Linked DNA regions of Mus musculus: regions 1, 3, 4, 5 and 6 are each linked to region 2. A link is a contact called in public Hi-C and HiChIP or PLAC-seq data. All regions are on one chromosome and are shown on one strand. The core of a region is the stretch at or near the end of the contact, and the rest is flanking DNA. Distances in the headings are between cores, read along the strand shown.

Region 1 (3,835 bases), core at 1,042-3,541, 260 kb before region 2:
GGTAAATATCACAAATATTAACCCTAGACACTTGGAATCTCTTTTCTCTGCAGTATAAATTGACTTAACACCACCTAACAATGCCATTTCTTACTGATGAAAAATTCTCCCTGACAGTAAGGCCGAATAAATGACTGTGAGTTACTGGATTAAGGTGACCTTGGGGGCCTGTCTTTAAAAAGTCAGGTGGCTTTAAACCAGGGCAGTGGTTTCAGGGTGGGGGATGAAAGACCATGGCTTCTCCTGGATATTGGGGCAGGAGTCAGAAGGTCAGGGCTGGGGCGCCATGAGACTACCACCTTGCTACCCTGACTCTCAGTTAGCTGCCATGAAAGTACACAGCCAGCGGGTCGTTCCCAGGCTGCCTGATTTGATGGCTTTAAAATAGTGCTGGATCATATACCCCATTCAGTTCCAAACAGCTCATTTAATACAGAAGAAGCCCCGGTGATAGTTCCCTTGGTTCTACGCTTGCCATCCAAGCACTGCAGGGAGCTCTCCACCCTTGTAAAAAGCCAGGTGTGGTGGCACAGGTCTGTAACCCCAGTGCCTGGGAGGCAGAGACAGAAGGGTCCATCCAGGGTCACAGGATGGGTTACCACTGAGGGACAATGTGTTGTTTTTTGGCTTTTCCATGTGCACGTGCATACATGTAAACGCACATGTACGTACATGTGCAAGATGGCCGAGAAGTCCAAAGACGCAGTTCCAGAACAGTGGTCATTTTCTCCTTCTAGATAGCTTACATGGCCTTCCCTGAAATAATTATATAAGCTAACAGTTCCTATCCTCGCTTTGCTGTGCGTTTCAAACCCCTTATTATTTCAGCTACTAGGAACTGGCATTAGATGAGTACCAGGAAGCAACGGCCGTAATGATCAGGATTTCTAAGAAGGACCCGCCTGTTCTATTTCCACTTAGGTTTTTCTGCTTTTTAATGAGTACAGATTATTTTCTTCAAGTTGATGATGGCAGGATTTCAGCTGCAGCCAGCTCTTCAAACTCTTAATCCTATGTCCTCTTCTTAGCCCTTGTTCTTCGGTGTCTTACTTTTCTCTGTGTGCAAATTGGTGCCTACGGCAACTTATGAGCAAGGATGCTTCAGCAAAATGCAGACAAGGGTCCTTCTATGTTTTCTGTGTGTGCCCCAACCCTGTGTGGGACCACGCTCTGTCTCACAGTATCTGTGACCTCACATCGATCATTTCGAAGCTGTCACTTGCCTCTCTCCCAGTTGCATCAGTTTCCCCTCACTGTGACAAAACACCTGGGGTCATTGCCAATTAAAGAAGAAATGGTTTGAATCCACAGTTACTAAGGATTCAGTCCATGATCAGGCCCCACTGTCTTTGGGCCTATGACAAAGCAGTATTCCAGGTTGGAGAAAATATGTTAAAAAGAAAATATCTTACCTTGTGGTCACTAGAAAGTGAAAGAGAGACCCTAGGAAGGGCCAGGGTCCCAGAGACCCAGGGTTCCAGGGACCTCCAAGGATATTCCTCCAATGACTTAACTCTTTTTTAAAAAACAAAAACAAATGTCCTACTACCAATGGAGCCTTCAACACATGAGCTTCTGTGCCAGGAGTTGGGGGATCGAAGCACCCATTTTACCACTTTCATCAAGGGTTCAATTTCTCAGTGGTAACTAAGTTGATATTCCCTGGCATATGGGTCTCTTGGGAAGATTAGGTATGTTGATAAATACAGGTCTCTCAGCATAGTGCCCGGCTAAGGGTAGGTCCATGGGAGTGACTACTAAAGTCCTGTGGTATTATTATTTTCTGTTTTGTTATTTTAATTTGGCAGAAGATGGGACTCTGATTTGCATTGGTCGACACTAGGTTCACCATTGTTTGACCTTTTCAAGGCTAACAGAAGTGCCCCAGTTGAATGAGATAGCATCCCAACAGTCCTTTTACTGCCTGACCACGTATCTTGAAATGTCCCTAGGTGACTTCTTGTTTACTCATGCAGCCAGGAGAGGGATCTGTCCCCTCTGCTCATGGCACCTTAGAACTAGTGCCAAGGTAGAAGAATACTTTTCAGCATCTCGTTTGTTGTAATAAAAAGAGTCAGCTTATTCCAGAAAGTCCACTTCGACCTAGAAAACCTTCGCACAGACATTCTGCCGTAACCTTTGAGCAAATGATGGGTGTCCACAGCCTAAAACTGAAGATCAGGGGCATGTGATGTGTTTACTCACCTGGTGCTTTCAAACTGGCCGCTGTCTCCCACAGCAATCTTGAGGTTGAGTTATGCCACAGGGCTATGTCTTGTCATTACTGGGAGCTGACTGATGATTCAGACTGTACGGGGGAGTGACAGGGCCCATGCTCCCTCCTGTTTGCAGAGCTTGAAAGCGAGTAAACTTGAACTGCGTTTTACTTCAGCCCGACTCCCATGCAGGGCCCTCATCTTCTTCAGTCCTACTCAATAGGAGCCCACCTCCCTACAGATGTTTCTGCTGCTCAGTATCCAGGTTCAGCTCCAGGCTGGGGGTTTTTCTGCTTTCTCTTTCTAACCTCCTTTGGGAGGCAGAAGGGTGGGTGAAATGTACTCATGCTGCATCTCTCCAGTTAGAGAAGATGTTTCCTTTGTTGTCTGACTACACTGAAGTATTTTTCCAATCTGTTGTTATTGAAAAGAGCAACCCCCTTCTCCTGACACCCTTCCCTCAGCTGTAGGGTAGTGGTTTTTCTGTAAACAGAGCGAGGCCACAGGAGCTGTCTCAGTGCTGGCTCTAGCTCCTGCAGCCTGGTGTGTCTGCTAAGCATGATTTCATTCCTCCTTTCTTACAGTTTACTTTTAAAACCTCGGTTCTCCTGAGTTGATTTTTTTCCCCTCTCCTCTGAGTGTTTTCTAGGTTAAGGAAGATTTTATGCACATTGTTTGTCAAATCCTCAATCTCTTGTCTGTCAAGTATGATTGGGAATCCTGGGGGTATTAACCTGTTTTCCTGTGTGTGTCTGTGTGTGTCTCTTCTCTTTTCTCTTTCTCTTCCTCTTCTTCTTCCTCCTCCTTCTCCCTCCCCGTGTGTGTGTGTGTGTGTGTGTGTGTGTGTGTGTGTGTGTGTGTAACTTTAACAGGCCTCCCCCCACCTGGTTATCTTTGAAATTAAGCAGGAAACAGCAAGGGACTCTCCACTGTGAGGAGCCTCTGGCCTCCGCAGGGAGCACCTCCACTCACCACCTTCCTTTTTCATGTAGGACTTTGGACAGGCTCTTTGGTCCCCGTAATCATTTGTTTTACTTCACAAGACATTCTAAACTCTTAAAGAACCTAAAACCATTCTGTTCTGTTTGCTAATTCTTAACTCAGTAGGTAGAAAGACATCTGGAGCTGCAGAATAGAGCCACGGGGAAGGAGGGGCTTATGTCTTTGTTACCATTTTCATCTCTCTCTCTCTCACACACTCAGACACACACATACAAACATATACATACACATACATACACAGAGACACATATACACATAGACATACAACATACACACAGACATACAGACACATGCATACATACATACACACAGACATACAAACATACACAGACAGACATACACACAGACATACAAAACATACATACACACACAGACACATAGACACATACACACACAGATATACAGACACACAAACATATACACAGAGACATACAGACACACATACATATAGACAGACACACAAACATACACACGGACATACACACAAACATAGACACAGACATACAGACACATACAGACATACAAACATATACACAGACATATAGACCCATACATACATACATACATACATACATATATACAGACAGACATGCATACACACACAGGCACACACACAC
Region 2 (4,110 bases), core at 1,254-3,753:
AACTCAGATTTTAATTTACTTTCTTTCATCTTCCTCTTACAGTTGGATGGCCTAGTCTCCTGCCCTTTAAAAAAAAAAAAGTCAAAGTTGATAGCACAGAGACACCTTGATTTCGAGTCTCAGAAAAAGTTGGTTTTTGTTGTTGTTCACATTTAGTTTCATTCTTTGATTTCTTTTCGATTCTAACAGTTTCTACCCTTTTATTCTGTGTTCCTTCTTTCCCCGCTTCCTATCACTTGCTCTTTATTCCGGCGTGTTCCTGGGCGGTCTGCTCAATTGAGACCAGATGTCTGTTTTGATAGAAAAAGTTCAAATCCCAAAGATGCTGCGCCAGCTGTGGGACAATCAGACAAGTTCCCTAGCCTCTCAGAGACTTGCGCTTTCTAATCAACGAAATGAGTTTGATTACATAGGTAAAGGCACCTAGCAGAGTTTTTGCCTATGCCTAGTTCCTCATATGAGTCTGTTATCTTCTAGTGTGGCCCTGTGGTCTCCTCTTTATTTAAAGAACCCTTTCCAGCCAGAGGGGATATTTGTCAATCCATAGCGTTCTATCATGCTACCCTAGGGAAATTCGGGGCATACTTGATGCTCTCCCTTAGCAAGGAACCCCCAACTCCCACTCCCCTCCCCCAAGCCTCATCCCTTGGTCTTGGCTACCTTTCAGCTTCTAGAGATCAGTTGCAAGTGGAATACCATCCTTCTAGAAAGAGTTATAGCCCCAAGTTCTCTTGAGAATTCTTAGTCTTCGTGACAAATATCACTGAGCCAGCCTAACAGCCCTGAGCAGGGAGGGGGGAGTTTGATTCTCAATGCCGCAGATTTCACACTCGAGCCAGAGCAAGCCTGCACCAGGCTTGATTTTGAAAATGCAAGTTTGCAATCAAATCAGGGCCAGGCTGCAATCAGCCAGGATTACTCGCTCCAGTAATTCTCAAACTCCTACAGGATCTCCCATCACCTGGAGAACTTGGTCTGATTCCGTAGGCCTGGTGGAGTTGGGGAATCTGAATTTCTGCCATGCTCCCAGAGAATGCTAATGTAAGGTGAGCCTGGACCAGGCTCGAAGCCGCTGGATGGACTCATGGCCATGGCTGTACACAGATTGCTCTTATGGAATGAGGAGGCAGTTTTCACATCTTCTTAGCCTTTTTCATCTTCCAAAGTGTCCATTGTCACTGACCACTTTTTAAACAGGATTTTCAAGGGACTCTGGATGGAGACAAGATGGCCTGCCCCGTGCCTCTGGGAGTCACAGCAGGGGTCCTTTGGTGATGGATTCACCCTGCCTGCTGCTCAAATGTAAAACTTGCCTTTGTAGACAGCCTCTAGCCTTCTACTGTATATGAAGTCTTTTGATACTTACAATTTAGTCAAAAATTCATTTGGCCTGAGACTGCTTGGATTTTTTTTCCCTATTACTTGACCCAGTTTTGTGTGTGTGTGTGTGTGTGTGTGTGTGTGTGTGAGAGAGAGAGAGAGAGAGAGAGAGAGAGAGAGAGAGAGAGAGATTTGTTTTCTAGGTAGCCTTTCTGTTTGCTTATTGATTTACTCCAACTCTTTCTTACCCACAACAGCCCTATCTATATACATGCCCTTTCCTCTGTGGTCTCCAGGCTTCAGGAACACGCGCAGTAGTGGCACTGGGCAATATGCCCACCCCCAGAGCGTCAGACTGAGTTTCTCAGGGGCCCCAGGGCACCCACCCTGCTCCTGAGCTCCTGGTCTTTGTTAGGATCTCCAAGCAGTGAGGCGCTCTCTGGTTAGCCTGGAGCTCCCGGCCCCACTCCTGCGCGCTTTGCCCGAGCCCCCTGAGGACTTGTAAGCAGATAGGCTGGAGTTGAAGAGGCTAAATTACGCCTCAGGGGACTTTTTAACGAAAACCCTAAATTTCATTTGGGCGACTGGTAGGCCACGCGGTTGTAGAGTGAGCGGAGGTCCCTTCTCCCTGCACAGGCTTTGTGCCTCTCTGGCTCCCTCCAACAGCGAGGTGCCCCCCTGGATCTGGCTGCCACTGCCCCCCTTCATCTCCTCCTGCTCCCCATCCTTCGGTTTTCTTCCATATCCTCTTCCTGCCCCCCCCACCCGCACCCCTCACCCCACCCTGCCAAGTCCCTCTTCCCTCTGGCTGGAGAAAAGTCGGTAATAAGAAACCAGTTTGGTGTCAGAGAGTGGGGAAGGGAGAGACCTCCACCCCTTAAGATGCACCGCCATGGTGAGAGAACTCATTTTGTGCAAAGAGGGCCTCGAGCCACCAGGGAATTCCTGGATTGTCTCAGGCTGTCGTGTGTGATGTCCATCACGCCGTGCGAACACCATCTGCTCCGTATTATGCTCGCAGTTGCCAGGCTACCTGCTGTACGCAGGAACACTTGACTGCCTGGCTCCACGTCCGCAGCGGCGGCCCGGGCGGGGCGGGGGACCCAGCCCTGATTAAGCCATCTGCGTTGGTGGGGGGACGGAGGGTGGGGGGAACTCAGCGCGAGGCCTGGAGTGCGGTCCCGGGCTCACACCACCCTCTGCTGGGCTACCGGCAGAACGACAGCTGCTCAAGAGGGTCCCTTCGGGGCCACCTAGAAAAGGATGAAGCTCAGGGTCTGCTGGATCCAAGTACATAGGATGTCGTATCCTGTCCCTCCCAGGAACCAATGATCTTTCATACCCGCCGCATCTCTGGCCCCTATCACCCACATGCTGCATGTTCCTGGGGGTAAAAAAAAAAATCCCTTCAGAGAAAGCCAGTTTCCCCACAAGTGGGTTTATAAATAAACAGCTGGCTGTTCTCGGAAGATATTTTTATCGCCTCTGATTTTTGAAGTCGGAAACTGCCTCTTTGGGGGAGGCTAGAGTGTTGTTTACACCCGCCTACCTTGCTCTAGCCGTTGGAAAATTGTTAAGCTCTCGTCCCTGGAGCGGAAGGTGAATGTGCAAGACAGGTTCTTTGGTTTTGATCTCTCTCTCTCTCTCTCTCTCTCTCTCTCGCTCGCTCGCTCCCTTCCCTTATTTTACTGAAAAGTGAGAGTGTTTGGAGAGCCTGGAAGATCTGCGTGGCAAATTGGATTCAAGGAGAGGAGAATGTATTAAGATTCTGGGTGGAAAGCAAGGGGAGGTCGCTGGGCTGGGAGTGGAGAACAAACCAGTAATTAAAACTAAAAATACTGCATCATTTGGCTCCAAGGCATTACATGTCGCATGACGAAAGCTCACTCTGGCTTTCTCTAATTGCACAACCCAGTGTGTGTCCTCCACAGAAACACGAGCAGGGACTTGGAATCCTAGAGTTTGACAGACTATTTCTCATTAAGCCCTCTTAGATTCGAGGTTAAAAGAGCCCTGCGACATAAACAGCTGCCCGCACCAGCTTCGTTTGTAAAGCCAGTCATGGTGGGCTTTCACACTTTGGCACACACCTGTGCACTTGCTGGGGAGCCCCTAAAGATGCTGTGTTTGACAGGCAACACTGCAGCCATTTTGGGTCATGTAGTCAGCATTGAGAACCTTAACTTTGGGGACAGGACCATTTGGGGAATGAAAACCCCAGAGGTAATGGCTTGACTGTGTCCACAGGGACAAAATGTGGCTGGGTGTATGAACATCGTCACCTCGATTGCCACTCTTATTTTTCCCAGGGAAGAGAAGGCTATGAACACAGCCCTTCGCTCCTGGCTACATTCCTCCGCTATGCAGAGAGGTCACATGGGGCAATAAAATCTCAAAGTGCATGGAGAGAAACAGGGCCAGAAAGAACAGCTCTTTTCAAAAACAAGCTAAAGAAAATGGTGCCTTTCCTTGGATCTCATTTTCCCTTCAAATCTCTCTTCATCAAAACTGGGAAATATTAAACAGACTGAAATGCATGAGAGAAAAACTATTATCTGTCCTTCTGCTGGCTGGCTAGCTCTAGCATGAAGTGTTAAGTTGACCAGCCATTTGTCTCTCAAGGTGAGAAACAGCTTGATCCTGTAGGAAGGAGGGGCTTAGAAACATGTAGCAAGCAGAACTAGAAGATAAGGGAAGTCTCTTGTGTACCTAGATACCTGCAGCCATAAAGGTCCTTTTTTAACATTAAGAATATTTCATAGCTCTCCACCTGATTTCAGAGGACTCACA
Region 3 (4,035 bases), core at 1,423-3,922, 390 kb before region 2:
AAGCAGGAAGGATTTCTCACGCAGAAATCTATTTTTGGCCGATTTTATTTATCAGAATGGAATCTCTCTGTAGTCCACGGTGGCGCTGCTGGGAAGGTGGTTTTTGATGGTGACAAAAACAGGTCTTTTAGGTTGCAGGTCTGTTGGCACCCAGACTGTTGAAATCCAAGATGTGTGTTGCTTTTCCCGAGTTTGATCCCCTTCTTAGATTTGAGGGATCCCCTGATGAGGATCGTTCAGGGGCTTTTAGTAACTTTTAAATTCCTGGCTAAAATGGGAATTGGAACATTCTAGAATAGGTAACAGTAGCATAGTGATAGCTTGTATTTGTCAGAATCCTGCTTTGCCCCTCCCCTGGGGCTCGGTTGTCTGTATGAAGTGCTACACAGTTATCTGTCCTCTGGAGGGTCAAGGGATTGCAAACCTGAGACGTTTCTTGCCTCTCTCTTCCTGTAGGAGTTTCTGGGATTGGCTCCTGGGGTGGGGACTGCTATATAAGGGTGAGGAAAGGAGACTGGCTGTCTGTGGTTCTCCCTAGTACTTCTGTCATTCACTCAGTCTATCAGCAGAGATAGTGGATGCTCAGGATAATTATTTATGACCGTCTTTCCATCCAAAACGCGGCTCGTACTTCCCCTGTTTTCATCAACTTTGTGTAATCTATGAGTTTATGATACACTGAAGGGCAATAAATTTGGGAAGAGAGATAATTACCTCTGACAGACTTACAGAAATGAGGCCGCAAGAGGAAGCAGCTAGAGGATTGCCTAAGACAAGGCTGCAGTTACTCCACATGGGGAAAATGGTCCCCACAAGAGACTCTCCCATGTCAAGAGTCACAGCCCGGTGGGTCACACAGGTGACAAAATGAAGCAATGACTTCTGTGATTTTCTTCTTCCAAACAGACATTTTCCATAGTTTAACAAAATGGCCTTTTTAATTTTTAAAATGGGACTTTCCAGTGGAGGAACTCAAGGTGCTTGGTGCAGGAGGAGAACTGGCAAACCCTTATGGCTGTGCACTGCGTCCTTTAACTTCTCATAATTCTGAATTATTTTTGAGGAAACTATTTAACCTGACCTTAAAAATTAGTTTCCCTTTCCCAGTGGCAGCTCCTATAGTTGGGGTGGTGAACCTCAGGGGTATGAATGGGTCAATGTTCACTTGACTTTCCTGTCCCTCTCAGTGTGGGGCAAATGGTCTTAATCTCTATAAAGAAAGAGCCTCAGTGGTGTGGGTTACCCCACTGTTGTATTTAATTTTCTACTTTCTGGACTAATAAGAAAGTGTGGAATAAGTAAGAGATTGGGCTGGGAATATAGCTCAGGTGGCAGAGCGCCTGCTTAGCATGCAGGAAGCGCTGGTCCGGTTCTGAGCACTGTATGAAACCCGCCATATTGACATACATCTCTGGTTGGCGCTTAGGAGGTACAGGCGGAAGACCAGGATTATCACTGGCTATCTGTTGAGTTCCTGTCCCTCCTGGGATATATGAGACCCTGTTTCTAAAAGAAAATATGACAAAACAACACATGAGAAGGCTGAGAACTTAAGAGCTGTTTCTTCAGAGGACCCTGGTTTAAATCCCAGGACTGACATGATGGCTCACAATCTGTATGTAACTCCAGTTTTAGGGAGTCTGATGCTGTCTTCCGGCCTCGGGCACTGCATATACTTAGTGCATATACATACATTCAGGCAAGGCACTCACACATAAAATAAAATCTAAGAGACAGAGACAGACAGAGTGAGAAATAAGAGAGGGAGGAAGAGAAAGAGGGAGGGAGGGGAGAAGGGAGAGAGCACGAGACTCCTAAAGGCAAAGACTAGATGGTTGGGCATTCCACTGTCTTTAGTTTTTCTATGGTTTTTTCCTTGGTGAACCAAATCAAGCCCTTATCCACAGTGGGGATCGTCATGATCTTGGGGGAAGAGACAGAGAGGATCTAGCTGGAATATTCTGGGAGAGCATGCCTTATTGGGAGGGGCTTTTTGACGAGTTCTGCTGAGGAAGAAAATGACTGTCAGGTGTTTATAGGCGAACCAATCTGTCTTCGCCTTTGGCGGCTCTCAGCAGCAGGGTCTCCACACAGTGACTAGAGAATTCTTTGAAGTGGGTACTCCCAGAGAAGAAAGGGATGAGCCAAAAGGTTTGGGTCTCCCTATAAATTAAACCCAGCGTCAACAGGGATCAGAGCAAGAAACTTTAAGTGTCCAGTTTTCCCTTCTGTCCACACGGTCCCTTCCACTCCCTTCCTCCGTGCCCTGTGAATAAATAGCAAGTAGGTTTGGTGTTCATTACTCTTTTGCCGTGAAGACAAAGGTGACTCATCAGGCTAAATCGGAGATGGGGGGGTGGGGGGGTGGGGAGGATACCATTTTTCTCGCCGTGTACCAAGCTAGGTTACACGGAAGTGAATTCCCAGAAAAGTCGTAAAATAGTGAAGTAATCCTAAGACAGATACGGGGTCGACAGCTACAGGCACAGGCCCCTGAAGACAGGCCTCTGTGTTGTGGCGAGACAATACTGCTGACCATATGGTCTCATGGCAGGCCGGTTGTGGAAGTCAGTGGCTGCCTTTTGTTTGGGGAACTCTCTCAGCCATGGGTCTGTGGGAGCTCTCAGTGACTTCCTGTCTCCCTGGCAGGCATGCTCTTGGCCCCGGGCCAGGCTTGCTGTACTATTGCAGTCTCAGGCCAAGCCCAGCAGCTTGCATTTGGTAAGCAGTCATTGCTCCTGACTTTGGTCACTCAGCAAACCGTTTGTCCCACAAATACACACTAGGACCTTTTTTTACACGATATCTCCGTGGCAACTATTACAAAGAGAGCATTTTTTTTTTTTACGTACAACCTAATTAATTGATAAATGTATAGAATCCTGGATACTCAGTATTCCTGGTGAAAGTGAGAGTCGTTTGTATTTTTTCAGAGCCCTTTTCAAGTTGCTTCCCTACTCCTAAGGCTCAGCTAGCTAAGACTGGCTCGGATGCTAGAGGCAGGGCTCCTGCTACAAAAAAAGAGAGAGTCGCCATCTATCCAGTTTTTACATAGGGCTAAAACAGGCCCTATGCTTAGCCTGGGTCTATTTTTTGAATGTGTGAAGCCAGCATGTGTGTGTGCATAAAAAGGCTGATTAACTCCACTTTCCTCTGAAGCCTCTCCTCTGCCACTGTGCTGACTCTTCCCAAGACCAGGGTTTCTCCGTCTCCCTGAGTCCTGGATGTCTCTGATCACTGTTGGTTAGGGCCACCCACCCTGGCTCCTTTTCTTTGCTCCCCCAAATATGGAAATGATCCCCAAAAGAACACATGGCCCTGGGAAAGGTTCTTTCAAACACAGCAGAAGGCGAGACCCAGCGAGGCTCACACTCCAGGAGGGGAGGCTGTAGCCTGGGCTATTGTGCCCGTGAGGGAGAATATTTTTATTCCAGGAACTGCATGCATGGAGGAAATGGATACCACTCACACTTTGATTGAGGAACACCAAAAAGCTCCATGTTCTTGGTCTCTAGGAAGTCTTCGTCCTTCTCTCATATGTATGTATGTATCTGTGCTTGTCTGTGTGTGTGCATGTGGAGGCCAGAGGTGGGTGTTCGGTATCACCCTCCATTGCTTTCTTCTTCCATCTTGAGGCAGGAACGTCGCTACCACTGTCTAGCCAATCAGCCTGCTCCAGGAATCACCTGCCTCCACAGAGTGCTGGGACTACAAGTGGGCTGTTACATCCACTGAGCCTTTACATGGGCACTGGGGATTTGAACTCTGGTCCTTATACTTCTGTGGCAAGGGCTTTACCCCCTAAGCCATTTCCTAGCTCCTATGAAACCTTTTGGTGTAGAACACCTATGAAGGTTGATTTGGTTATGATGTTGGGATAAATCTATTTCTTTTCCTCATGAAGAAATGTCATTTCAAGGCCAATGCTGCTGTCTCTTGTATGAATGTATGTATGTATGTATGTCCTACTAATGACTAATCGGAGATTTTTATTTACACATTGGGCTGTGCTATGGGAATTGATATATTTTTGGC
Region 4 (4,015 bases), core at 1,311-3,810, 330 kb before region 2:
ATAGGATAGTGCTCAGTGCATAATTTGTTTTTATAAATAAAAAGATCACATGGGGGTTTGCCTCATATGGGAGTGCTAAAAAGAAATAAAGATATGTATTGGTTTGAGTAAAATTGGTGTTTTGTGTTAAAATAGCTATCGCGGGTAGCCTCTGCTAACCAAATAGACTTCTATGTTGGGCGAACCTAAGCCAAAAAGATAATATACAAACAAAGAACCAGAAACTGGAAGATTTTCTTGTGTAACTCCACAGTGGGTAGTCACTAACCTAATGGATATGTATGTATGTGTATGCATATAAGTATACACATATATATGTCTATAATGTTCGAGGCTGGGCCCCGAAGCTTCTGTGAAACGCTGTCAGTGTTTTAGGGACATGAGTCCAGTGACCATAGTTGGAGTAGCGTTCTGTGGATGCACATCCTGACCATGGCAGGCCTGTCTGCCCATCATGGCTGAATGGTGGGAAGAGCCTGAGTGAGATTCAACCTCTCCTGTCATGCCTCAGCCTCCTGCTCTAACTCCTTGAGTTGCCTGCCTCCCTTCCTTATGCTGTGGATGGTTGGGTTCATTACACACGTCTTAACTTCTCATTTTCCAGCAAATTAACCTTTACTTCAAAAATGTAAGTGACTAAACACTCTTTTCTCCCTTCACAATTAGCTACCACTTACACTGTGGTAGTCTTTGTTCAAGGGAGTATTGTGCTATTTTCTTTAATGCATTGCAAGCAAGTCCAAACATCTGTCTTGCATTTTGTAAAAACTTATTTTGGAGTGATTTATACCTTTGTGATTCTGAATGTTTTCTAGGTTGGCCTAAGACATTTTTCTAACAATTAAGAAAATCAATATATTGCTTCACCTGTCTATGGCCTTGAGTACCTGGATGCAGGCCATGGGAACTAATACAGAATTTTTTCCAGTATGGAGTCATTGGGAAACATCAGCTGCTTCCTCATTTATGGTTGAAATGACTCATTTTCAGGAGTCAGGGGAAATTTAGTTGAGGAGAAAGATTGTTAGCTGTCCAAATTCTCAAGAAAAAAGAGACAACCATGAATGCACATAGCAATTGCTTCTATCCTATGTGCCCTCCTTCCTGAAGGACATTCATCCATGATCGAATCTCTCACAGTCTGCTCTCTAAAGCAGCATCATAGTTGAGGTTGCCCTCCATACTGGAGACTGAGGCAAGGGAGTCTTTACCAGGAGCCACAAGAGCACTGAACTTACCATTGCTGGCATGTCTACTTTCCCAGTGACCTGGGATTGGTTCCCATATCCGGATAACCGGGGACAGTTAATTTAGGACAGTCTCAAGTGTGGCTTGGTCAGGGTATAGAAAGGAGCCCTTCCCGTAAAATACCCAAGAACCTGATCCTGAAAGGGACGTGGTCTAGATCATGTTCCTGTCCTGTCACTAGTCAGCAATGTGACCTTGGGCCAGTGGCTTCTTCACCTTGCCAAGCTGCAGATGGCAGAAAGCAAAGCCTGCCTCAGGAAGATGTGTAAGCCTAGGTGTGAAGTCTAGAGCAGGTAGCCCAGCACGCAGGCTGCTGTAAGTTCTTGTGAAGTTGGGACTTGTTCAGGGCCCATTGTAGCAGCAGTTGGAGACCCTGCCTTTGATTTCTTCCAAGCCCCAGCAGCTGCTGACAGAGAGATGGAAGACAGCGGTGGGGACCGCCGGGGGGTGGATGAGCAGGGATGTGCTTCCCACATCCTTCACGGTCTGGGCCCATCCTTTCTCTGATTTCCTGCTCCATGCTCCCTATCTGCCTCTTGATTGATTCTGCCTCCTCATTCATTCTTAAGGCATCCCTGATCTCTTCTGCACAACTCTCCAGGTCCGAGGGCTACAGCGAAGAAGTCAGTGCAGGAGCCGTTTTGAAGACTGATTTGTGTAGAAGCTGTGAGCGTTGATTGATTGTCACTCACAAACTTCGCTCTGTAAACCCATGAGCCGAGCATCTGCACGTCCTCACTTCCCTGTAACCCTGTGGGTGTCTGACAGAACATCTCGTACCCAGTCGGTGCTCAGTGCAGGGTGTGGGGAGGCGAGGGGGAAGAAAGATGAATAGGACCGCAGAAGTCATCCATCCATCAGAGTCCCTCTGGTGGCTATGAACGAGGAGTTGAGCTGGGAACGGGGGTATGATCTGATACAGAAAGCAGGACAGTTGGACAGATTTGGCTCCTCTCGTGGACTTCTTTAGTACTGGCCACCCCTTCATATACTGTCTCCTGGCCAAATGGGGTGGTGAGTTATACTTAAGGGAAGCTCAGCCTGGAATCATAGCTTTTGAGACAGATACACCAGACCCTCTGTTTCCTTTTTCATATTCTGTATGAGCTAAGAAGCCAACAAAATGGCAGTTTCTCTTTGGTCGACCTCCTGGGAGAGAGTTCTGTTTGGGAGGAATCGTGTCCTGGGAGAGAGTTCTGTTTGGGAGGAATTGTGTCTCGAATGGAGGGATCATGACAGCTACTGGGACCTCCCCCTGGTTTTTTGTCGACCGAGTGGGTAGAACAGGAGCCGGAAGTGTCTGGTGGACGTGCCAGTGTTGAGGAACTCGCGGCTGCTGTTTGATCACAACAGGCTGTCTGTTCTTCCTCCCCCACATCCACCACATGGACTCATGTCTTCGACACGAACACATTCTTCAAATAACACCTTCTGGGACATTCTTGCACCCCACCCCAGCCTGCCCGAGGACTCTGTGGTAATGAATGGGAGCTTTCTTAACTAATGATATTCTGGACCATCTGTCCAGCTGGTCACTGAGAACAGAAAGCAGATGCACGCACGCGTTGCTTCTTCTTCATCGTGGTCCCATAAAATTAGAAATGGAAAGATTATCTCTTTCCTGGATCTGGGAAGAGAAAGTCTCTCTCGATGCATTTCGTGAGAGATTTAGATTAAGTTGCTGTTGCTTTTGAAAGCATGAGTCCTGTGAGGCTTTGGATCTCGAGAGATGAATGTCTGTCTGTCTGTTTGTTTTGTCCTAGGTTAACGTGTAAGCCTGTGTTTGTTCTCGCATGCCACTTTGGATCTCTTGACATTAGAAGGAAGTAGATGTCTTGGTCTTCTGCTTTTTTAAATATTAATTGAAAATAAATATTTCTTCATGTAATATATTCCGTTCACAGTTCTGTTTCCCGTCTCACTTCTTCTCCTAGATTCTCCCCACCTCCCCACCCTTCCAGTTCCACACCTTCTTTCTCTCTCTCTTTAGAAAACAAACTGGCCGGCTGGTGAGATGGCTCAGTGGGTAAGAGCACACTGACTGCTCTTCCAAAGGTCCTGAGTTCAAATCCCAGCAACCACATGGTGGCTCAGAACCACCCGTAATGAGATCTGACGCCCTCTTCTGGTGTGTCTGAAGTCAGCTACAGTGTACTTACATATAATAATAAATAAATCTTTGGGCCGGAGTGAGCGGGGCAGGAGCGAGCAGAGGTCCTGAGTTCAATTCCTAGTAACCACATAATGGCTCACAACCATCTGTACAGCTACAGTGTACTCATATACATAAAAAAATAAATCTTTAAAAAAAACAACCAAACAAACAAATGGGCAAATTAAAAAGCAAAATAAAACAAAACAGCATGAGAAACACATTCTGCAAACATGCATGTACATGCATGCATGTACCTGTGCACACACACATACACACACACATACACACCATACAAACTCAAAATAGGAAACCATAATATATAAGCAAAAGATTAGTAAGGTTTTTAAAAAAATGCCCAAACAAAGCAATATGAGACAAAAAAAAAATCACCCAAAATACCGTCGAGTCATTTCATGTTGGTGCATCTACGGCTGAACGTGAATGGAGCCTCCCCTAAGACTGTTTTGCATAGCCAATGAGAGTCCATTTGTGAAAGCTCATTTTTCCTTTGCAAGTGGCCCTCGGTTGGAGACAGTGTCTCTGTTAGGGATGGGAGATCTTGTCTAATTGTCCCTCTCCCTCCTTTCCTGCCTGGGTTGGCCTCTTACTCAG
Region 5 (4,256 bases), core at 313-2,812, 370 kb before region 2:
AAAAACCAAACTCTTAAATGTTTAGATGTGGAGGTTGTGGCTGATGAAGGGGCATCTGTTCTGCCAGATGTCTAGCTGTGGGATGAAGAAAGGCCTGCAGTTGTGAATCTCCTTGTTTACTGCAGGCATTAGAAGGTATGAGCCAGTGGGCTTTCTTTAGGTTTGTTTCTCTGAGGTATTTGCATAAATTACTATGTGCAGTGGCCTGTGAGAAACCCTAGAAATGTCACACACAGGTTTCCCAAGAATTACCTATGCACTATGTCAGTTTTGTGGACTAAAAATTCTATCTTTCTCTCTCTCTCTGCTTCTCTCTCTCTCTCTTAATAACATTTATTTAGCTTGTGTGTGTGTGTGTGTGTGTGTGTGTGTGTGTGTGTGTATCCCACAGTGTGCATTTGGAAGGCAGAGGACAGCCTTCAGGAGTCAATTCCCTCTACTGTTCAGCTCCTGGGCATCAAACTCAAAGCAGTCAGTCTTGGTGGCAAGTGCCTTTACCAGCTGAGCCAAGTAGCTTTCTTCTCAAATATGAACTAATGACCTCAGATGTTGTGTGGTGTGCTTACAAAACCTGTTCTACTCCTGTGCTAACCTGAGACGATTGTAACTCTTTGGAGATCTGGCTGTAATTTAGAAACTTTTAACGTGTACCTTTGTGGGACTTGGAGGGGAAAAATTTGATTTGACCAATTTCTGTCATCTGTCAACTTAGATGTATTTTGATTTCTAAACAGAACTGTGGAAAAGACTTCTTTCTAATTGGGAATGCCTTGCTTTGTTACCTAGGAAACACCTGATTGTTTTCTTAGGGAAATATTCTGCAAATTAGACTTTTAAAGGTCTGTATTAAAAATGCGCATAAAACATAAAGCTACATTTGAAACTAGCTTTCGGCTTAAAAATTAGGTTTCTGTGTGGTCAGCAGACAAGTCAGAGAAGCATCGTCTGAAGGAAGACAATAGCCTGGGTTTAAGAAAATTCAGTGTTTGGATCATTGTCATTAGCCTCACAAATGTTTGCTTTCAGGTTGTAGTAAAGAAAATCGAAGATAATGGCTTTGCCCCTAACTCCCATTTTTCTTGTATTAAGATCTAAGACCTACCTCAGTTCACATGAGACAGAGCCCCAATTTTTGAGAACAAACTGTAGAACTTCTAAATTTGAGGAAGAAACTGACCCTTTTTAAAAAGACATATTCCAGTGAAAACCAAAGGCAGCCAGAGCCTGGACCTCTGGATGTGTCAAGGAGCCTCACCTACCTCGGGTGTCTAGCATGTCCTCGCAGGGACCTGTTGGTGGTCTGTGCAGCCACAGGGAACCTTACACGAAAGGCACCTGTGCTTGCTAAAAATCTGCTCCGAGAGTGGAAAAGCAGATCCAAAATGCTAATCCTTTGTCATTGGTCACAGTCCCTCGACACTTCTTTACCAGCTAACTGCTACTGATTCAATTTGGCCAACTGTGCTTAGCTTCCTTAAAACCTGCCGCAGTTTCGGTTGAGTAAAGCGGTGATTCATTTCCTGCCCCGTGGGGTGTCAGCCAGCTCTAATGGTTTTGTCTGCAAGAGCCCACAGCTGCCCAGGATGGCGGGAGGGAAGCAGTGGGGCTAGCGCCTGGGCTTAGAGCGGCACTTTCCCGCGGCATCGGGAAGGGATTGAACCCAGGCAGTCGATTCAGGTTGATCATTTGGTTTTGTAGAACATACGTCCTCTTGATTTCTCCTGTCCGTCAGGAGCGCAAGAGAACAAGCAAGAGAAATGTTCTCTGTGTGGGTGTCTTTCCCAGGAGAGCGCCCGAGCGACACTTCAGATCTCGTTTATGCAGCATAGCTTGATTAATTTGGCTGGTTGTTCAGAATATGTAGCCATTGTAGTACAGCTCTAGCTTGCTTTCTCTCTCTCTCTCTCTCTCTCTCTCTCTCTCTCTCTCTCTCTCTCTCTCTCTCTCTCTCTTTCTTTTTTTCGTCCCTGGTCCCTGAGACAGGATCTTACTGCGTATTTCTAGCTGTCCCTGAACTCACAGAGATCTACTTGCTTCTGCCTCCCAAATGCCACCACGCCCAGCCGCCCGAATACAGCCTTTTGTATTGTGTGAAAGTATCAGCAAAGAGAAAGAGATTTTCAGTCTTGTGTTTAACCTCTTCAGGACGGTGTTTTTATTTTCGGTTTTAAATTACACTTATTTATTTTAGGGGGCACTCACTACAGAGGTCAGAAGACAAGTTGGTTTTATCCTTGTACCATGTAGGTTGTCCTGGGAATCAAACTCAGCTCCTCCCGCTTGGCGGCAACCGCCTTTACTTGCTTAGCCATTTTGTAGTCCCATCTTGTTTGTTTCTGTGGAATCAGCTTTTCTGAATCTCAAGGAAAGAATAAAATAACAAGAAATGCTGTCAGCAAACCAGAGTGTTGCAGGTTGGATGGTTAGAGTTCAGAGTTGGCACATGTTTCTCCATCACTTTTCTTTCAAAGTAAGGTGAATCAGTACCCATTTTCTGGATTAAAATAGACACGTGAATGTGTGTCTCATTTGCATATTTTGCGGGAAAATTTGTTAGGTTCAAATGCAAAGTTCAAAAGGATGATATTTGCTTTGTTAAGAAATCAGTTTGGGGCTGGAGGGATGGCTCTGCAGTTGGAGCACTAACTGCTTCCCAGCACACAGGTGGATGTTACCAAACGTCTGATGCTGTTCTCCAGCTTTGGAGGGTCCTCATGTGCACAAGCCCTCCCCATTTCATGCACACGTTTTTAAAAGCATATTTATGTGTGTATATATATATATATATATATATATATATATACACACACACACACACACACACACACACACATATGTGCCTTTAAAGGCACATACATATATGTGAATTTTAATTTTGCAAAATAGTTATTTTACTATCCATCTAATAATGAATTGTCACACACACACATATATATATACATATATATTTACCTTTTCCAGAAATATCTCAGTTCAAAAATTGGATATATTTACATTTTGCACCTGTTTTTAGTTTCAGTCAAGGAGTATTTTGCACATGTTTAGAGTCCCAAAGAAGTGAACTTCCACACTTGTTCTTGAGTCTGAACATGAATGCCAGTGTCAGCTGAGGAGACCATTCCTCCCTCGAGCTATACTGGAGATGGTCTTTCACATTCATTTCACAGATGCAGGGTTCTGTTGGTGGAGACATTCACTCTGTGCATTCATTGGCATACTCAGTTAATTGTACTACGGCATCTTTCCCCCCTTACCCAGAGTTCTATTTTAAAAGCAGAAATTGAGAGTGTTCATGGAGAGTAAGACCTTTAGTTCCAAGAGGAAGGAAAACATCTACTAAGCCTTTGTTTTTTGTTTTGTTTTGTTTTTAATGGATTATTAGGGGCTATGAAGAACTCGGTAGTGTGAACTTACGTGTGGAAGTCTACTCAAAATCTTTGAACAAATAATGAATTGAAAACAAATGATTTTGCATAGCTGTGTAGGACAAACGTCGAACATGGTTGGTTGTGTTGAAGTGAGGTGCAGGAATGCTATGGTCATGTCAGACCCGAGCTTGGCACTTTTTATAAATGAGTCACCTGGTCTGTGAGTTGTCTAGCAGTGTGTTCCCCTGCTGAAAACCTTAGGGCAAGCGAATTGAAAAAATAGATGCTTCCACACTCATGACGATTAGGTCAAGCTAGGGAAAGCTGCTCAATACTCCTTGGATGTGATGATCATGCTATGGCTGCCTATTTGAACCAAGAAACCCTAAGTTCTAAAGGTACATTCTACAATATTTACGGGTGGAATATTATGACTGCAATTTTCTTTCATGTAATATGGCAAGGGAAAATAGGTATTAAACATGGATGAAGAAGTGTAGGCCAGAAATGAAGCTGGGTAATGGAGACTTATTACCTCACTCTACTTAAATATTTGGGAATAGAAAGTTTTTGGAAATGAGAAGAAGGCAGAAGAAATGGCTCAGGGGATAAAGTGTTTGCCGCATAAGCCTTGAAGACTGGACTTCAAAAGCCTAGGACCCATGTAAAAGCCTTGTACTGTAGCTTGGGTCTGTAATTCCATTGCTGCTGTGGAGAGATGGGAAAGGAAGATCAGAGAACGAGAACCTGGCGTGTGCAGTGCCTGGAGAGCCTGCTTTATATAAGACGGGGGCAAGGAGGGAGGGGTGTCCCCAAACACTCCAGGTGTCCTCAGCCTTCCATATGGCAAGTGTTTGCCTGCGCTCTGTGTATGTGTGTGTGTGTGTG
Region 6 (3,737 bases), core at 1,033-3,532, 470 kb before region 2:
CCAGGAAGATTCAACTGAGAGCTCTTTTTTTTTTTAATTCCTTTTTCTTTTCTTTCCTTCAATATAGGTCCTTGACTTTCTAAACACACACACACACACACACACACTCATTCACATATGCACTCACACACCATACAGTCTCTCTCTCTCTCTCTCTCTCTCTCTCTCTCTCTCTCACACACACACACACACACACACACTCATTCACATATGCACTCACACACCACACAGTCTCTCTCTCTCTCTCTCTCTCTCTCTCTCTCACATACACACACACACACACACACACACACACACACACACACACACTTGAGCAGGGCAGTTAACTTTGAGAATTATTCTACTCTATACAATAACCACTGGCCACTTGTGATAATTGAAGTAGAATGCAAAGAAATCAAGACCTCATTTCCTCAGTCAGACCAGCCACATTGAAGTTGCACACGAGCCTCCTGTGGTTGGTGGTTGGGGGCTACCATGTGGAATTATAGAAAGTCTCCATCATCAGAAAGTTCAACTCAGATGACTGTTTGCTCCGGTGTCTCCGGATTCCTCTCCACTTAGAACCCTCTACATATCATGTTTATAAAAGTGACTCTTTTTCTAAGATTGCAACTTCTGGGAAACTCACCAGCTTCTTCCCACTCCTCGGGGAAGTGCCCCAACTACTTGGCTGTTAGAACCTTCTAGAATGGTTAGCAAAACAATGTTGCATAGTAACCCTGAAGGAAAAGTCAACTGGACCAGTCTCAGGCTAGTGATTCCAACCTGTTTCCTTAGATAATTTCCCTAGACAGTTCTTTTAAAATATTTTTCATATTTTCTTGAGTGTGTGTAAGAAGGGATGGGAGAGAGAGAGAGAGAGAGAGAGAGAGAGAGAGAGAGAGATATGGTTAGGGGCCAATTAGATAATTTGTGGGAGAATCGTTCTTTCATTCTTTCCTTCCTTCCACCATGTCGGTCTCAGAAATCAACTGAAGTTGTCAGGCTAGCAGGCTTGGTGGCAAAGCACTTTTACTTATTGAGCCATCTTGCTGGCCCTAGACAATTAACAGAAACAGAAAGACCCCAATGAGGCTACATAGTATGTTAAGAAAGATACGGGGGCATCTCCATAAATATCCACACAATAGAGTATAATCGGCCCTTTAGAATGATATGATATGCCTCATTACAACACCCAGTGCTGAGGCTTTGAAGTTCGGCAGATGCACAGAGCAGCGAGACACTTTGATGCAGTTCAAGTGCCCATCTGCAAAGCGTCCAGGGGCAGATAGTAGAAAAACTATCTGCAGCCAATTGCACACATTCTTTGTGCCTATGTCAGTGGGGGCAGAAGTTGGGTCACACAAAAACAACACCAAAGCCTGCTTCAAAACTAACCACAGCAGAAATCACCAAAAGACAGGGTCCTTAACAGGTTTGCTAAGCAGGGGGCGGGGGGGTGCATTATATAAAAAAATGTTGACACATTTTCCAACTTCAAACAGAACCTAGTTGACATAGACTTTCCCTGTTTTAAAATTTGTCACCCTGATTTCTTTTGGAAATCTTTCAACTTGACATGTTCTCGTCTCTTACATGTGTTCTTGTGTGTGTAGCTATGTCTTGAGCCTCTCACAGTTTAACTTAAGATGAAGGTATTGGTATGGTTGGTCCCACTAGCCAGCCTGTCTCTTCCTTGGGGCTGGAATTATAGCTGGACCCCCATGGCCACCAGCTTTAATGGTCTGGAATTCTGAGCTTTGGACCTCATGTTTGCTTTGGATGTGTTTTAATCAGCAAGCCATTTCCCCAATCCAAGACCCATTAAAAAATAGTGTGTGTGTGTGTGTGTGTGTGTGTGTGTGTGTGTGTGTGTGTGTGTGAGAGAGAGAGAGAGAGAGAGAGAGAGAGATTGGAGAAAGGAGTATTCATAGACATTCTCTCTCTCCTCTGTCATGCGGGTTCCAGGGATCCAATTCAGAGTATCAGGCTTGGTGGCAAGTGCCTTTACCCACTGAACCATCTTCCCGGTCCAAGACCCATGTTTGAAGTGACATCCGGTTTAAGTGACATCCATCTCTATCAGTGTCCATACAGGTTTCCTGCCAATAAACCTTCAATGGCAGCTGGAGGCCACAGACTCTCTGCCCGTGGTTGTCTGTCTGTTGCCCAGCTGAGGATGCTTCTATTCCAGCAGGAAGCAGGTCATCTGAGAATGAAGCTCCAGCACCACAGAACTGGCTGTTTTCTCTCCCTTTAAGTCTCTATAAATCATATATAGCAATGTTGGCATGAGTCATAAGACTGGGCAGCGGAGCTCCTGCTAATCCACGCAGCTGCATGGGCCTAAAATACCTCCGTGAATAGAGTGTGTTTGTCCTGCTCGGTTGATCGCATAAATAGGAAATCAGCAAAATCTAGGGGTTCCCCAGTCTCTGAGTCTCGCAGTTCTTGGTTTGCTGCTGTCCCTTCTGTTTGCCCAGTGTCAACCCGTTTGCCAGCCTCTTGCCTCGGTAAGGAAATAAAGGACTCTGGGGCTGGAGGTGGATCAGTTTGTAAAGTGTTTAGTTTACGAGACTAGGAACAGCTTAGGCTTCCTAGTGCCCCCGAGAAAAGCTAGGATGGCAGAGCACACCCATGATCCCAGCTCCAAAGGAACGGATGGATCCCTAGAGATGGCTGGCCGGCCAGTCCAGCCTGATTGACAGGCTCCAGGTTAACATGAGACTATATCCAGATGATGCTATAGTAACGAGGCAAAAGAGGAAGGTCCCAATGTCAACCTGCAGCTTCAACATATACATCTCTGTACACACACAGAGTGGGTGAGGGGAGGCAGGCAGGCAGAGACAGGAAGCTCCATCCAACGTCAGTTTCATGAGGACATTGATTCTTTGATGAGCTGTGCTTTGTGTTCTGAGTTTTGGTCTGTATAGACCATAAACCAGGTTAATACTAATGGAACAACACAGGGCACCTCCTGTTATTAAACGACCTTCAAGTGTTTGGTTCAATATGGAATGGGCTGAAGTCACATAGGAATGACTCTGATCCCGATCTGGTCATGGTTGTTGCATTTAGGGAGTGTGTGTGTGTGTGTGTGTGTGTGTGTGTGTGTGTGTGTGGCTGTCTCTCCTCTCTAGACTGTGTATTTTCAGAGATGTGCCAAGCCTGCCCAATGTTTTTTTCTCAAAGGAGGCTTCTTCTGGGGTTCTGGGCGTGACCCAATCAGGCTGTAAGCTGGCTACACTTGTCCAGCCTGTCCAGCAGTTATCTCCTTCCAGTAGTTTTTCCATACTTTCCTGATCCCAGGCCAGCTTCCTGTCCACTCCCTCTCAGTCCTGCCGCTCTTGTGTCCCTCGCTGTTCTTTGGGTTAATGTCTAATAATTTTACACTGTGCCCACTTCTTCTCTGTCCCCCTTGGATGCTCTCCCTCACGGTGTTCACATTATTGCTTCATTGAGTAATGACGTTTCTGACACTGAAGCGTGTTCTTGGCATGCATCTGCCTCATTAACGGACATATTACTGTATATGTGGGTCACTTAGTTTCTGTTGGGTAGCGTATCTCATTTACCTTCTGATGAGGGTATTATTTAATATGTATTTAGGGCTTTGGTATTAAGAGATGTATTCCTTTAATTAAATACATATTTTGAGTCCTGACATCTGACATGGTTTGCTTATATATAAAGTGTTTATATAATTTGCTTATCTAAGCTCGGTGAAGTATAAAAAACACTAATGAGAG

The links. A called contact is a pair of places that touch in the nucleus more often than the background predicts. HiChIP or PLAC-seq counts read pairs in DNA pulled down with a chosen protein or histone mark.
Region 1: an H3K27ac HiChIP or PLAC-seq map of extraembryonic endoderm stem cells shows a contact between it and region 2, with 5 times the contacts expected there. The contact joins two enhancer-like sites. A contact is called at or near these places in 5 of 484 Hi-C or Micro-C datasets (Sertoli cells, bone marrow-derived dendritic cells, bone marrow-derived macrophages and 2 more), 19 of 115 datasets of contacts at active chromatin or transcription factors (VIP interneurons, bone marrow-derived macrophages, cardiomyocytes and 16 more) and 1 of 9 other capture datasets (embryonic stem cells).
Region 3: an H3K4me3 HiChIP or PLAC-seq map of forebrain shows a contact between it and region 2, with 6 times the contacts expected there. The contact joins two enhancer-like sites. A contact is called at or near these places in 3 of 39 promoter capture datasets (liver and pre-B cells), 2 of 15 datasets of contacts at CTCF or cohesin (large pre-B cells and pro-B cells), 11 of 484 Hi-C or Micro-C datasets (the 3T3-L1 cell line, the 63-12 cell line, the AML12 cell line and 8 more) and 16 of 115 datasets of contacts at active chromatin or transcription factors (bone marrow-derived macrophages, craniofacial prominence, embryonic basal ganglia and 12 more).
Region 4: a Hi-C map of cerebral cortex shows a contact between it and region 2, with 2.5 times the contacts expected there. The contact joins two enhancer-like sites. A contact is called at or near these places in 1 of 39 promoter capture datasets (pre-B cells), 3 of 15 datasets of contacts at CTCF or cohesin (the NIH/3T3 cell line, large pre-B cells and pro-B cells), 32 of 484 Hi-C or Micro-C datasets (the AML12 cell line, B cells, the C2C12 cell line and 17 more), 17 of 115 datasets of contacts at active chromatin or transcription factors (the 230-238 cell line, bone marrow-derived macrophages, craniofacial prominence and 13 more) and 1 of 9 other capture datasets (embryonic stem cells).
Region 5: a contact with region 2 is called in an H3K4me3 HiChIP or PLAC-seq map of neural tube, with 7 times the contacts expected there. The contact joins two enhancer-like sites. A contact is called at or near these places in 3 of 39 promoter capture datasets (liver and pre-B cells), 2 of 15 datasets of contacts at CTCF or cohesin (large pre-B cells and pro-B cells) and 15 of 115 datasets of contacts at active chromatin or transcription factors (a beta-TC-6 cell line, bone marrow-derived macrophages, craniofacial prominence and 12 more).
Region 6: an H3K27ac HiChIP or PLAC-seq map of VIP interneurons shows a contact between it and region 2. The contact joins two enhancer-like sites. A contact is called at or near these places in 1 of 15 datasets of contacts at CTCF or cohesin (CD8 T cells), 17 of 484 Hi-C or Micro-C datasets (B cells, the CH12 cell line, the N1E-115 cell line and 11 more), 19 of 115 datasets of contacts at active chromatin or transcription factors (DN3 thymocytes, VIP interneurons, bone marrow-derived macrophages and 16 more) and 1 of 9 other capture datasets (embryonic stem cells).

The regions. Positions count from the first base shown.
Region 1 is chr3:51,964,512-51,968,346 of GRCm38.p6, reverse strand. All of the region lies in intron 1 of Maml3 (mastermind like transcriptional coactivator 3), which reads left to right. Among named protein-coding and RNA genes, the nearest start is that of Maml3, 140 kb to the left of the region's middle. Within about 2 kb of position 2,291, at least 54 of the 459 cell types and tissues checked have an H3K27ac peak or open chromatin away from gene starts, as enhancers often do. A contact at or near this core is called in extraembryonic endoderm stem cells, pancreatic cancer cells and uterus, where this site is marked.
Region 2 is chr3:51,699,889-51,703,998 of GRCm38.p6, reverse strand. The region is part of intron 2 of Maml3 (mastermind like transcriptional coactivator 3); the gene reads left to right. Among named protein-coding and RNA genes, the nearest start is that of Gm46803, 5.8 kb to the left of the region's middle. Within about 2 kb of position 2,503, at least 210 of the 459 cell types and tissues checked have an H3K27ac peak or open chromatin away from gene starts, as enhancers often do. A contact at or near this core is called in VIP interneurons, bone marrow-derived macrophages, cerebral cortex and 19 more, where this site is marked.
Region 3 is chr3:52,087,163-52,091,197 of GRCm38.p6, reverse strand. The region is part of intron 1 of Maml3 (mastermind like transcriptional coactivator 3); the gene reads left to right. Among named protein-coding and RNA genes, the nearest start is that of Maml3, 16 kb to the left of the region's middle. Within about 2 kb of position 2,672, at least 349 of the 459 cell types and tissues checked have an H3K27ac peak or open chromatin away from gene starts, as enhancers often do. A contact at or near this core is called in bone marrow-derived macrophages, cerebral cortex, cortical neurons and 11 more, where this site is marked.
Region 4 is chr3:52,028,421-52,032,435 of GRCm38.p6, reverse strand. All of the region lies in intron 1 of Maml3 (mastermind like transcriptional coactivator 3), which reads left to right. Among named protein-coding and RNA genes, the nearest start is that of Maml3, 75 kb to the left of the region's middle. Within about 2 kb of position 2,560, at least 109 of the 459 cell types and tissues checked have an H3K27ac peak or open chromatin away from gene starts, as enhancers often do. A contact at or near this core is called in bone marrow-derived macrophages, cerebral cortex, cochlea and 6 more, where this site is marked.
Region 5 is chr3:52,067,322-52,071,577 of GRCm38.p6, reverse strand. All of the region lies in intron 1 of Maml3 (mastermind like transcriptional coactivator 3), which reads left to right. Among named protein-coding and RNA genes, the nearest start is that of Maml3, 36 kb to the left of the region's middle. Within about 2 kb of position 1,562, at least 340 of the 459 cell types and tissues checked have an H3K27ac peak or open chromatin away from gene starts, as enhancers often do. A contact at or near this core is called in bone marrow-derived macrophages, craniofacial prominence, embryonic forebrain and 8 more, where this site is marked.
Region 6 is chr3:52,174,861-52,178,597 of GRCm38.p6, reverse strand. All of the region lies in intron 1 of Gm30074 (a long non-coding RNA gene), which reads left to right. Among named protein-coding and RNA genes, the nearest start is that of Gm30074, 3.4 kb to the left of the region's middle. Within about 2 kb of position 2,282, at least 14 of the 459 cell types and tissues checked have an H3K27ac peak or open chromatin away from gene starts, as enhancers often do. A contact at or near this core is called in VIP interneurons, where this site is marked.